Regions from separate parts of the Mus musculus genome. Here region 2 is linked to region 1. Evidence: chromatin contacts called from public targeted proximity ligation data. All regions are on one chromosome and are shown on one strand. The core of a region is the stretch at or near the end of the contact, and the rest is flanking DNA. Distances in the headings are between cores, read along the strand shown. Region 1 overlaps Plaat3 (phospholipase A and acyltransferase 3). Region 2 holds the start of 9830166K06Rik (RIKEN cDNA 9830166K06 gene).

Evidence for each region.
Region 2: a targeted proximity ligation map of embryonic stem cells shows a contact between it and region 1, with 6 times the contacts expected there. A contact is called at or near these places in 7 of 39 promoter capture datasets (cranial neural crest, embryonic stem cells, hippocampal neurons and 4 more), 2 of 130 datasets of targeted methods (both in embryonic stem cells) and 1 of 9 other capture datasets (embryonic stem cells).

The regions. Positions count from the first base shown.
Region 1 is chr19:7,580,461-7,587,497 of GRCm38.p6, reverse strand. It overlaps Plaat3 (phospholipase A and acyltransferase 3), which reads right to left. Exons shown (of 5, transcript NM_139269.2): 5 at 1-1,933. The coding sequence ends at 1,832. Among named protein-coding and RNA genes, the nearest start is that of Lgals12, 23 kb to the left of the region's middle.
Region 2 is chr19:8,659,164-8,666,200 of GRCm38.p6, reverse strand. It overlaps 9830166K06Rik (RIKEN cDNA 9830166K06 gene), which reads left to right and starts at 2,866. Exons shown (of 3, transcript NR_045314.1): 1 at 2,866-3,460; 2 at 5,889-7,037. It overlaps Chrm1 (cholinergic receptor, muscarinic 1, CNS), which reads right to left and starts at 2,196. Exons shown (of 3, transcript NM_001112697.1): 1 at 1,744-2,196; 2 at 1,201-1,292.

The sequences.
Region 1 (7,037 bases), core at 2,933-5,432:
ACCAATGGGAACAGGATAAGTGTAGCACAAAGACAAGTTCCTAAGGAAATCCACTGTCCCTAAATCCTGATTGGTGGAAAATGTAACTGTAACTTGGCCCAGATGTTGGTGATTTTCAAGCTTTAAAGCTCTGTAGCACTCTGGCTCCAGGTCACAGTTCAGCTCCCAAGTCTGTCCTGCAGCCCTGGTCAATCAGTAGCAGCTTGGTCACGACACAGTTTTGTCCTTTGCATTGATCTGGTGTTTGAGTCGAGTTGGATTTAAGCAGACCCCATAACATTTTGATCTCCGACTACAATGGTAAATTGTCAATTTACTGGCCAAGAATTCACGATCTACTTTGAGACTATTAAATGCAAATGAATTTAGAATTAGTATATACTTTAATTGAGTTGAAACTTTAATCAAGATTGTTTTATTATCTCTGTGTAGTAATCATTTTGTTCAATTATATACTACACACAATCTCTGTGTAGTAAATTATTTTTGCCTTAAAGTCTGTATTTTCTTCCAGTTTTTAAAAACTTTTTATAGTGCTTACTTATGTATTGCATGCAGATATATGTGCACCAATATTATGGTACATAAGTGGAGGTCAGGAGACAACTTTTGGGAGTTGGCTTGTTCCTTCCACTGTGTGCATCCCATGGACTAAACTCGGGTCCACAGAATTGGCAGCAAACAGCTCCACTTTCTGAGCCCTCTCCACGGCCCCAGATTGCTTTTCCTCATTTGACAGTTAAGTTTCATTTAGTTCTCTTGTATTTGTTTTTTCTCCTTCTTTCTCTTGCCCCACTCACTATTAGTTTAGGTATAAATTAATATTATCTAAATATTATGAATATTGTGTGGGAGGGTGAGCATCGGGACACCTGCCCTTTGAACTTAGGTCTAGGTCCTTTGGGTTTGGGGACCTTGAGCACTGACGTGAAGCCCTAAGGAACCTGAGCCAAAGAAAACTATTCTCTCAGTGCTGGAACTCAGCGAGCACATGTGTATTCTGTGCAAGATGCGCATAAGTCGGGAGAAAGCTTTTACAGAGCAACGTTTCAATCCTGACCAGGGCTCCAACAGACAAGATGTATGTCACGGCGAGCAAGCCAATAAGCAGCACCCATCATGGTTTCTGCTTCGGTTCCTGCCTTGAGTTCCTTTGAGCGTCTCTCAATGGACTGTGGCCAGGGATATGTAAGCCAATAAACCATTTCCTCCCCCAAGGGGTTTCAAGTCTTTATCTTAGCAATAGAAACCTGACTAGAACAGAGCTGTACTGCAGAAGGAAATCGGAAGGTTTTAGGATGACACGAGGGATTGAACCTAAAACTGCATGCTCGCCAGGAAAGCACTCTATCACTGAGCTAAAGCCCCAACACTCCAGGATTTGTCCTTCTCACACCACTGAATATCCATAAACTCCAGCGCCTGAGTCTCAAAGCGCCACGTTGAAACAAGTTCTAGGCCAAGATCCCTGGCTATCTGATGTTTCCATTTCTGTGTACCCAGGCTGTCTCCTTTGGCATACCATAGTATCTGGCACGCAGTAATGCGCTTCACTTGAGATAACAGTGTTGGACTCTGTTTTCTGCAATACAAAGGGTACCACAGCAAACAGAAAGGCCAGCCAGGAAAGACTGTTATCCAGAACAGAGCCCCGAGCTTCCCTCCAGAGACTTCACACCAGGTAGCTACTGCAGTATCCTCACAAAAATTCCTTTCTTGTGGTTTATTGTATGTTGTGAAAATAAACCTAATTATAAAGCAATAGAATCTATAAATCAAACTCCAAACCCTCTAGCAAAAGAAGAGCCCAAAAACTGGGCAGTCATTCAGCTCATTGCTTCTGTTTCTTGTTTCTGGAGAGCATGACTCCAACGAGGCCCAAGGCCGCCAAGCCCACTCCAGCGATGCCTACCGCCTTGACCGCATCTCTGACCTGCAACAGAGAGGAGGGTGAGTCAAGCTCTGTGTAACGAGTGTGGGAACAGGCTTTTCATTGACCAGGGTCACTCTGCTCATGTCACTTCGCATGCCCCCTTCGCTTCCAGTGGCCAAACTGAAGAGCCAACAAATACTGGCAGGGGCAGTGGGAAGGAGAGGGCTGGGCAAGGAAATGAATGGACAGAACCAGCTGGCCTGGAATTGACACAGACTCAAAATAGTAACCTGAATGAGGCTCTGGACTATTTAAAGCATACAAACCTTTGTAAGGCATCTATGGAAAGAAGAGAGGGATGACAGCAGAATGGGAAGATGGACAGCCAGTGGGCAAGTGTAAGGTCAGGAAGGGATTGCAATTGAGAACTCAAAAAAAAAAAAAAAATCTGACCTCCATGAGAGCAAGGACCTCACCTCATGCCATGTGTCCAGTGTCCGGCCTGCCAGGCTTGGAGGTGCTCAGCCCTTTAAAGGGCTGGGGTTTCTTGTGTTTGTTTGTTTGTTTGTTTGTTTGTTTGTTTGTTTGTTTTGCTGAATGCTTGTTTTTCTCTTATGGAGTCAGGATCTTGCTCTGTAGCACCCTGAACTCAAGACCCCCTGCCTTGGCCTCCTGAGTGCCAGGCATGACACTACACCCAGCTCTCTCTTTGTATGGACTCCAGTGTTCACCAAGAGACCAGAGTCAAGACATAGTTGCCTCTATTCCACAGGTCTCTTTTTATTTATTTTTATTTTTATTTTTATTTTTTTAAGAAAAGGTTGCATGTAGTCCAGACTGGTCTCAAACTTGGTCTTAGTTACAGTTTCTATTGCTGTGATAAAACACCGTGACCAAAAGCAACTTGTAGAAGAAAGGGTTTGTTCTATCTTACACTTCCAGGTAATGCTCCATCACTGAGGGAAGGCAGGGCAGGAGCCTGTGTGGAGGCCATGGAGGAACATTGCTTATGCTTGCAGGCTTGCTTCTCATGGCTTGCTCCTCCTGCTTTCTTAACACCTGGGGCCACCAGCCCAGGAATGTTAATGCCTACAGTGAAACGGGCCTTCCCGTACCAATTATCAAGCAAGAAAATGCACCATAGGCTTGCTCACAGGCCAATCTGGTGGGGACATTTTCTTAGTTGAGGTTCTCTCATTCCAAAACTACTCTAACTTGTGTCAAGTTGATATAAAACTAACCAGCACCAAAGATGGCCTTAAACTCCTGGTCCTGCCTTTACCCACCATGCATTGGGATTCCAGGAGAATGTGAGCCACTGAACCTCTCTATTCTTTCTTATTTATTTATGTATTTATTTATTTATTTTACCTCCCAACCCCCGTTCCCCTCTCTCCCTTCCTCCTAGATCTTCTCCCCACCCTTCCCCACTTCTCTGCATATCAACCAGGCCTAGCATATCAAGTTGCAGTTAAGACTAGGCACATCCTCTCCTATTGAGGCTAGATGAGGCAGCTCCTGCTCCCACTGTTAGGAGCCCCATATGAAGACCAAGCTATACAACTGTAACATGTGCAGAGGGCCTTGGTCAGTCACAGTCAGGCTCCCTGGTTGTGGTTCAGTCTCTGTGATCCCCTATGGACCCAGGTTAGTTAATTCTGTGAGTTTTCTTTTGGTGTCCTTGACCCCATTGGCTCCCACAATCCTTCTTCCCCCTCATCCACAAGATTCCCCAGGTTCTGCCTAAAGTCTAGGCACCAGTCTCCATCTGTCTATTCTTACCGGTCTCCATCTGTCTATTCTTAAGTAAATTCCACTAGTAAAGGTAGTTATGTAATGCAGATGTGAGACTATCTGACTTGAGCTGCTATCGAGTAGGACAAAAAGCATTGCAAAAGAGGGGGTGTAGGGAAAAGCTAAACATTTGTCAAATTCCACTCCCTCCTAAAACCTAACTGAAATAAAAGACAGCATTTGTTTGGGCTGGGAGACAGCTATGGTCGAGCAACAGCCTACCATGGAGAAGACACTGAGTTCACTACCCAGCACCACAGAGATCTTTCTTTTTAATTAGAGGCATTTCGTTTTTTGTTGTGAGCCTAGCTCTTATGGCTGAGGACAAAGAAGCTGAGAAGTAGCCTGTGTTAAAGAAAGAAACTCCTAAAAGGGTCAGATGGACACACCCAGGTTCCTCTGGAAGTGAAAAGGAAGAGAAAGCACTTCCTCCGTCAGATGGACACACCCAGGTTCCTCTGGGAGTGAAAAGGAAGAGAGAGAGAGCACTTCCTCCAGTTTCACGGACCCCCTCCCTCGCCCCAGCAGAGGCGTGACTGATCTCTGGACAGGGTAAAACAGAAGCTCTAGGGATCTGCAAGTCTAGACATGCATTCCAGATTGTATCGTAACCGCCAACGGGGCACTGAGTGACTATGAGCATGCTAAATTGAGCCTCCAAGACCCCTCTGCTGTTCCCAGAATGTCACCCTCCACTCAAGCCTGGAAGAGTTTTCTAGGGAATCTGACCATGCCAAGTAGAAACAGACTGTGGGTACTGAAAACAGCCCACTGGGGTCATCTCACAACATTAATGAGCCCCTTGCCCTCACCCTATTCATTGGCTCCTTACCTAGTGCCTACCTTCTATACCCCCTGCCTTCCCTCATTGTTAACCTAGTTTGGATGCAAGTGTGAATGGTACTACCAACCAGAGAGCTCTGACTGCTGGCTGGCCTCAAGCCATGGTGTTATGGAGTTACCTGGGGAGATGGAACAGTGAGTAAGTGCTTGACTTGTAAAACAAAAACCTGAGTTCGATCTCCTGAACCCCTTAAAAAGCCAAGTATGGGGGCATGCATTTGTAACCCAAGTGCAGGGAGATGAGAAAAACCCGTTTCCTGGGACTGTCAGTCAGCTCAGCCTAGTTGACAAATTCCAAGTCATCAAGAGATGTTTTTGTTTGTTTGATTGTTCGTTCATTTAAAAAAAAATAGGGACAGTACCTGCAGAATGACACTGGAAGTTGACTTTTTGCCTCTACATACACTCAGACACACAGGAACACACACACACACACACACACACACACACACACACCTTTTCTATCCAGTGTTTTCCTTGCTGAGTTCTATATCAGGAGGGGTAAAATGCAGATAATGGAGGAGGAACAACATGAGCCTCATTCTTTCCTGAAAGCCATAATGTGCAAACAAATGCTGATACTGCTGGTTCAGACAAAAGATACTTTGTGGAGGCACACAACAATAGCCCCAGTGTTTGTGGTCACACTTAGTACACAAAGAGAATGGTTAGGATATGAATATAGTATCTAGTTAGTCCTGGTGGTACTAAGAAAGTGGTACAGTCAGATCATACATACATACATACATACATACATACATACATACATACATACATACATCTTTTTTATATGTACTTAAGAACATGTTATGATAGCTTGGTGACAGGTTCTATGTAATTAAATTGAAGTTTTATTTAGGTAGACTGAGTTCTGCCTGCTGGTTAGAAGTCTCTACTCTTTGTTTTGTTTTGTTTTGTTTTGTTTTGTTTGTTTTTCGAGACAGGGTTTCTCTGTGTAGCCCTGGCGGTCCTGGAACTCACTCTGTAGACCAGGCTGGCCTCGAACTCAGAAATTCACCTGCCTCTGCCTCCCAAGTGCTGGGATTAAAGGCGTGCGCCACCACCACCCGGCTTAGAAGTCTCTACTCTTATCAGGGAAAATTAACACTTGTTCAAAGCTGCCTGCAGGGAAGGGCATCACAGTAGAGCAACATCACACTGCAGGTCCGATTTCTGTTTGCTAAAAGAATGCTTTCACAGAGCAAAGTTATTGTTATTTACATAGCCTGTGAGGGTTTTTGTTTTTTGTTTTTGTTTTTACTGTTGCCTGCCAAATGTTTGAGCCTTATTTTTTTGCCAAAAATCTCTTTGTTCCTGTAATTTCTATCCCTGTAAACATGCCTAACTAAATTCCCTCTAGTGATTAAGGAGCTCAGAGGCCACTAACAGATGGCCACATAGCAGGAATTATAATACTGTTTATTGTTGCATCGTGCTATATATAGATAACATTTCACACATAAAAGATCTTTTTAAAGGCAACATTTCTTAGTGAACTGTTATTATGATTGATTTCAGATGAAGAAATGCCTAAAGCACTCATGAGGCACACCTCTGGGTGTTGCTGTGAGGGCCGTCCAGAGAGGATCAACATGGGGAGACTGCCCTGGATGTGAACAGCACCACTGCATTCGCTGAGAAAAGAGGAAGAAAAGAGGCTGTGCACCAGCATTTCCCTTCCTCCACTTCCTGACCCGCACTACCCCGGCAAGAACCTCCCACCACCACACCTTCTCCCACGGTGAGGACTGGTTGCTGCCAGTCATCAGCCAAAACAAACTTCCCTCCTTAACCTGCAGCCTGCTGGATGTTTGATCACAGTGGTAAGAAAAGCAGCTAATGTAACTATTGTAGGGTTGCTGGTCATTGAGTCCACAGGGCCTTGAGCCTTGTGCAAATAGACAGACTTTCTGAGTACTCATTTTCTACCTTTTGTTTGCTTTGGTTTTTTTGTTTTGTTTTGTTTGTTTTTTCAAGACAAGGTTTCTCTGTGAAGCCCTAGCTATCCTAGAACTCTCCCTGTAGACCAGTTTGAACTCTGCCTCTATCTCTGGAGTACTAGGATTAAAAGTATGCCACCACCGTTATTGCAGTCACCCAGGAACCAGGAACTAATGACATTCGTCTCAGATCCCTGTCTGCTTCCTTCCTCAGAGTGGCTGTTCTATGTCACTAAAGCCAGACTGTGGCTCACACCCTCGGGAGTGCTCAGCAAACACTAGCAACATTGCCTTCCTCGCCTGCTTAGTTAGAAACGTGCTTGCTGCTCCTCTATGTCCATTGCCCTTGACAAGGGTATATCCTTGTCATAGCCGATGAGCAGTATTCAACTAATGGAGGGCAGAAACCAGATGCTGCCCACTGGAAGATACCTAATGTCTCACTGTAGGGAAGAGTGACCAAGCCACCAAACAGCAGTCAGTGCAAGCAGTGTCAGAGGAAGGTGAGACTGTCCCGGTCAGCAAATGTCTCCCCATCTAAGTCACAGTGGCCCAGAGAGGCCAGCAGCCTCTCCCTGGGTGAACCA
Region 2 (7,037 bases), core at 1,617-4,116, 1.1 Mb before region 1:
TGTCAAAGAACCATGGCCAAAATTGCTCACCAGCGATGGACTTTGACTAGTTGACCATCTTTAACCAGGTTGGGAGAGCCTGGCTGTTAGCAGGCTGCAACCTAGACCTTGCTCTGCAAGTGTGGCATCAGCCATTCTGGCCCCCTCATCCTCCGCCCTGCATGCCCCCAGATCCTCACTCCTGTGCTCCTCCCCCTTTCCTTTCTTCTCTCTCTCTCTCCCTCCCCCATTCTTCGAGGCATCACCATGGCATCAGAGCCGAGCAGAAACTCAGCTCAATTCACCCACCTCTTCTCTGCCTGCCTGCTTGGGAGCCCAAGATCCTGCCTCGCAAAGCTTGCTACACCCTTCCCTTTCCCACCATATCCTAGCCTCCTGTTCATGGAGGAGGCAACACAGTATTATGCTGAGGGTGAGGAGAATGGGGTTCAGTTACCGATGGGGCTGCTATGTTTCCCTAATGGGGCTATGGGTACGTTCATTTTGCCTTTTTAGCCTCGCTTTCTCTGACTGTATATTGGGACAGCTCTGCCTAGACCTTTCTGGACACTTAGAACTTCCTATTGCTCTTCAAGATCCATTAAAGCCAAAGCTTCCAGTCCAGCATGGAGGTTAGAATGATACCTTGTAGCCCTGTCCTACCATCTCTTCCTCTTACATATCTCAACAGCGATCATGGTTTGCCTTGTAGCTGAGATCAGAGGGTAGAAAGCTTTCCTTGGGCAGCTCATGGAGTAGCTGGTTACTCTGAGACAGGAGACTGGCTACTGGAGACTGCTAGCCGGTGAGGCAGGGGTCACTGAGCCAATGGGATGAGCTGCAGATAGATGTGCACTGTAAGAAGAACTGAACCCCTCTCCACTGGCGCTAAGAACCTCTAAGGTGAAGAAATTTCCATGAGCCAACTGCCCCTTCTCCAGACACCTGTCTTAGAGGTGGCAACTCCAAGAGTCAGAGCCTCTGGATTTAACTCATCCTTACTGGAGTCAGGGAACATGTGTGTGCATCAGTACCCTTGTATTGCCCGAAACCTGCCTTCTGCAAGCCAAAGATACAAAAACACAGGGAGGGCCCTCTGGGTCCCCTCGCGTGCCAGGACCACATTGTCTGGGTGGTGTGGCTATCCATGTGCTTATCTGTCTCCAAAGAGCACTGGGGCTTTTTGCCTGGTCTCCTGCTGGCTTCTGGCCCAACACCCACCTTGGCATCCAGCTTGTCCATCTGGCCAGCAGCCTCATTCAATCCATCTTGGGGGGCTGAAGGTGGATAGGGGAGGTAGGATTCAGGGTTTCCTGAAGGAGGAGAGAAGGAGGCTCTGGGACTGGTGTCCCCAAAAGTATGTACATGGGGTCACTCTTCAACTAGGTGCTGGTAGCCAGGGCTGCCTCCTGCCCTTCCCCTTCTGCCTTTAGTGTGCTGGGGGATCTGCTAACCACACAGCCATCTAATCTCTTCTGAAGTCTAGGTTGAGTTTCCTAAGAAGGTCTTTACCTCTTCTGCCAGCTAAAGCACAGAAAAACATCAGATAAATCCACTGAGAAGCAGCAGACAGGGTGTTTGTAGCAGCCAATGCCCACTGCTAGAGAGCCCTCTTGGCCTCTAGACCCCTCCCTGGCCACCTCCCCTTTCAAGAATCCACCCCCATTCCTGTCTCATCCTTGTCCCTGCCCTGTCTCAGAGGACCCTGATGCTTCTGCACCCAGCTCAACACAGCCCCTCCCAAGCCCTTCCAAATGTACTCACCATGGGACCGGAGAGGGGTCTGTAGGGTCCTCAGCTTCAGTGCTTCTCCGGGGGCCTGCAGTGTCTCCTGGGACCCAAACACCTGGCTCCCGGGGGGAGCTGCGCCCTGTGCTGGCAGCCGGAGAGGCACAGCCAGTGATTGGCATGTCCCACCCCCTGGCACGCCAGCCTTGGGGGGGAGGGAGGAAGGGAAAGAGAGGGAGGGAGGAAAGGGAGGAAAGAAAGGGAGGGGGAGCAGGAGGGAAGCCTCAGGCAGCATCTGGGGTTGGACTAAGTCCTGGAGTGTGCCCCCCTTGTCCACAAGGGCACCCACTTTGAGCCTCGAGAGGGAGGAGGCAGGACATGAGGAAAGAGAGCCCAGGAAAGCTAAAAGTCCAAGAGGAGAGAGAAGGCGGATACAGGGAGACAAACACCCACACCCACTGCACACAGACTGGCGGCACACACACACACACACACACACACACACACACACACACACACACCCTCTCACAAAGGCACACTCTGTTTCCCGGGCACCTTCCCCCACCCAACCGGAAAGCCCCCAACTCCTGTGCACCATGTCCCAACACACATGCCCCGACACACATGCCCCATTATTCACATGCCTGCTTCCTTTGCATACCCTCCCCCCATGAACATGCCCACGCGCCCACCCACCCACCCACCCAGCCACACACCCTGCTCTTCCTCCCTGCTGTGAGGGAGCTAAATTCCTTCTGTTTGAAAATGACACATTGGGCCTCACGTGAGAGGTTCCAACTTGGACCAGACCCAGAGGGCTGGCTCACCCACCCTGGGACGGAGTGACATGCCCGCATGCTGGGCAGTGCACTCTGGTGTATGGAAAGGTCTGGTGTGAGGGTATATGTGTATCTGGTTTGTGGAGCACTGGAGAAACTGTGTTTGTTCCATATGCTGTTCAGGGTCCGGCATGTGTAGTATGACATGTGTGCTCATGTCATTATGCAGCCTACGTAAATCCAGGTGTGACCCTGCCAATCTGGAGCCAGAACGCATGTGGGAGCGTGTGTCTGTGCTCAGTGTATGTCTGAGTGTTGCCCAACTGTGGAATTGGCTAATTTTGACAAGTGAGGTAGCATCTACCTCCCTGACTGCTCCACCTCCAGCTTCCCCTTGGTAGACAGACAGACAGGCAGACAGACTGCTCTCCTCCCTGCTTGTCAAACTGTCTCCCCTGACTCCCACTTTAGGTTCACAGGTGTGTACCTGGGAAGTACGAGCCACTCCTCCTCTCAGCCTACGGTTTGACCCTCATCCCCCCTCCCCCCCAGGCTGGTTTGGATTTCTGTGTAGAGTCTCCTTGGAGATAGAGACAACCCCTGGGGGCTTTGTCATAGGGACCTGGGTCCAGCAATGCCCCAATAGAGACTTCCTGGAGAGCTGACCACCGAGGAGAATTGGAAACACTAAAAGCTCCTGTGTGTTTTGCCCCATGGGCTGTGATGAAGCCCTGGGAGGGAGGTGGGAAGGACCGAAATCAAGATTGCCTTTATGGAGGAGAGAAAGCTAAAGGTAGGTTCCAGGTGAGCTCTAAGCTCAGGGTTTTGGAGTCCGGGGCACACCCATTCTTCCTTCTCTCTTCATTTTCCTACCAATGTTGAGACTGGAGCTCAGTTGCCAAAGGAACCAGAAAAGGAAGAAATTGACGACGACTCTGGGGCTTGGGCCAGCAGATACGGGACACAGGTGGCAGGTACGTGTGGGGGCATCTGTACTCTTGAGGCTGCCAAGGGGTACCCAGTGCGCCTTCTCTCTGTGTTTGGTCATATACTACAGTTTGGGGCGGAGGGGGTGTCGGGGTCAGAGGATCTGAACAGCTCCTCCTCCCACCTTCGGTGGCATTAGACCCTTAGGGTTAGGTCAGAAAACAAGCAGTCTCTGTGGCAGGCTGCCCCCTACTGGGCCATCCTTAGGTTGCGGGCTGCATGTTGGGAGAGCCGTGGGGGTGCGTGTACTTGTGCGTGTACACGTGGTTTAGAGTGGGGGAGTTAGGCCTCCACATCCATTTCCGAGTCTGAATCAAGCTTCCTCTTTGCCCCCTTCCCCCATTCTTCTTGCTCTCCCTTTTCTCCCACCGCCTCTGCACATGTCCCTTTAGAAATAAAAACACTTATTTTGTGGGCGGGAGGGGAGGGTGTCCAGCTTTCCTCTGCCTCCTCCTGAGTGTCCTCATCTTTGGTCCGTGCAGCGTTCTGGAGTCTGTGCAGCTACAGAAGAAGGGGTCTATAGCCCCGTACCTCCTGTTGTATCACGCTTTTTGCATTCCCGCCTAGCTTGGCTAGGTCTCCTCATACCAGTTGGGGAAACTGAGGCACGAGGGAAGAAGGGAGGCAGCGCGGGGAGAAGAGCTCCCGCCCGGCTCGCTCGCCACCCCCGCACTCGCGCCGGATTTAGCCGCAGGGAGGCTGGGAACATTGTCTTTATTTTAAGCCGCCGAGTGCGGCACGAACGCGGCTGCTCCCGACAAAGGGCTTCGCTAAGCGGCTGCAGGCGGCGCACGTGGGGGTCCGGCCCGGCCCCCACGTGACCCCCCTCTCTGCTGCCCAGACCCTCTTCAGCATTTTTCCCCTCTGTTCAGGTGGGGGCGGGTCTACACAGGACTCGGGGTCTGCGCTCCTGCTGGTTGCTATTTTTGATCAGCATTGGATGACTCGGCCCAATCATAAATGCTTCTAAGTAGGAAAAGAAAGAAAGAAAGAAAGGAAAAAAAGAAAGAAAGAAAGAAAGAAAAAAGAAAAAGAGCGAAGTTGTCCTGGGTTCGAATCCAACCGTAGGTTGGTTCATTCGAACTGCCTGACAAGTCAGAGCTTGTCTCTAGGTCTGTTTAATCAGTTTCGTGGGAGTAGAAGTGCCTCCTCCCTTGGTGGGACAGTTACATCAACCAGCACTTTCAGCGTCTGAAAGAGAAAGCCATTATTGTTACTTATAGTAGGTACTGAGTGCTTGCTTCCGCCGGGCTTTCCTAAGCGCTTTACTTTAATTAACCTGTCGCTCAATGTTTTGTGTGGTAGGCCTTTTCTTACTCCCATTTTACAGATTGAATAGATTAACAAAAACAAAGCAAAACAACAACAAAAAACAAACAAACAAACAAACAAACAAAAAACAAAACCAAAAAAACGTGCCTCGGGCTTTGTGGAGGGTTCAGTGTGCCTGAACAATCCTGGGCCTGGGAAGCCCAGCAGGGTTGGCCGCTCGCAGGCTGCAAGTTTGCAGGAAGGAAGGGCTAGTATTTTCCTTACAAAGTTAAAATTCTATTTATGATGTATGGTATGGGCTCATGTGCGTGCAACACCCGTGCCATAGCGCTCAGGTGGAGGTCAGAGGATAACTTGCAGGAGCCGGTTCTCTCCTTTCACCGTGTAGGTCCTGGGGATTCAATTCAGGTGTGTCAGGTTGGGAGTAAGCACCTCGCGTCCTTGACCTCCATGGGGTGGGGCGTGTTCATGTAGAGCGTTGTACCCATTTTTACTTACATCCTTATCCTCGGTTTCAGTCCAGGAAAGGATTTAAAACCCCACTAAACCTTCAGGGTGCCGCTTCCTTCGCACTAAAGGATGATGGAGGCCTTGGGAAGGGAGGCCAGTTCTTTCAGTTTTACCTGGCCTGTGATGTGCAGGTGGTCCTGAGGGCCCTTGAGGAGGGAAGGCAGCAGGCCAGAGATGTCACCACTTCTGAGGGCATATAGACTACCCGACAGCATGTCTTTTCATTTCTTCCTTTGCCCAAAGTCTTTAGTTTTAACCTTCCCAGACCTTCCCCTACACTCCAACAGACTGTTTTCTAGATTTGAAAGGAAAAGCTACAATCCAGGTTGGGGCTGCAGACCTGCTAGGCCTGGGTAAACTCAGCCACAACAAAATTATGGGTCCAGAAATTGAGATTTTACAGTCTGGTTCTTAAGATGATCGAATGTAGACAGTCTACTCAACCAATTTTCCACCTTCCCAGCCAATTGAGTCCCGTTCCTCTTAGCAGGTGTGACTTGGAAGCAGTGTCTGTCTATCTCATGCCTCACAGCTCAGAACTTTCAGGAACCTGGGTCCAGCAGAGCATGTAGGGTCTGGTCCAGGATTTGCGCACTGAGAACTGAACCTCAAAATTGTGTTCTTTCTTACAAGGTGGCTCTAAATAACCCCTATTCCTGCCTATGAGGACAGGACTCAGAGCTCAGGAACCACTTGTGGCTGCCTAGGAGTTGGATGCATCTTAGAAGCCTCATCCAGATTCAGGGAAGAGGCGGTGAAACTTCCGACATCGGTTTGGAAATTGATGAATCTTCACTCGGCCACATGATCAAAAAGCAAGTTGGGAAAGAAAGGGTTTATTTGGCTTACAGTTCCAGAGTTCACCAACCTATTTTTTTTTTTTAACCCTCCCCAGAAGGAAAACAGTAATACTGTCTTGGTGGAGGTGCATCAGGAATGGTATATGACTTCCACCCAGAAGGCGAGAGGAGCTGGCTTCTTGTCTGTTATGTGCCGTCCCAGGTTCTGGCACACTAGAGCCAGGGCACCTGTGTGCAGGTCAGAGAACAATTCGTGGGGGCCAGAGACGGAGCTCAGGTTAGAGACTGTGGCTTGCCACAGTACCCTTTCATAGTTTGTGGTTTTGTTCCCAGCTCGGAAGCACTCTTTACCATTTGTAAGAAGAAAGGACATTCCAGGAAACCCTAAGCCAAAGTCCTGCCTGTCTGTTGGTGTACAGTGATAATAAATAGTGGCAGCAACAACAACTATTGTTATTATTTTGAGACAAGATCTCATGTAGTCCAGGCTGGTGTCAAACTTGATTTGTAGCTGAGGATGACCTTGAACTTCTTATCATTTGGCCTGCAGAGATCATAAGAGTATAATCTACACTGGTTTTATGTGGTACTTGGGGTAGAACCCAGGCCCCTCAAATACTAGGAAGTGCTGAGCTCTGCAGCCTCAATCTGCAGTCCTACTATTTGATGGACACTTGAATGCATCAAGCATGTGGTAGCCTGGTTTTGAGTGTTTTACATATTTGTAACTAAAAAAAAATTATTATTATTATTATTATTTTTTTAAAAAAACAGGGCCTCACTATGTAGTCCTGACTTGGAACTTACAGAGAGCTACTGGCCACACCTCTGGACTGCTGGGGTCAAAGGTCTACATTATTACATCTGGCTCATTTAATTTTTTAAAGTTTATTTTATCTTATGTGTATGAATATTTTGCCTGTATATATGTCTGTGCACTAAATGCATACATTCCTAGGAAGACCAGAAGAGGGTGTTGGAT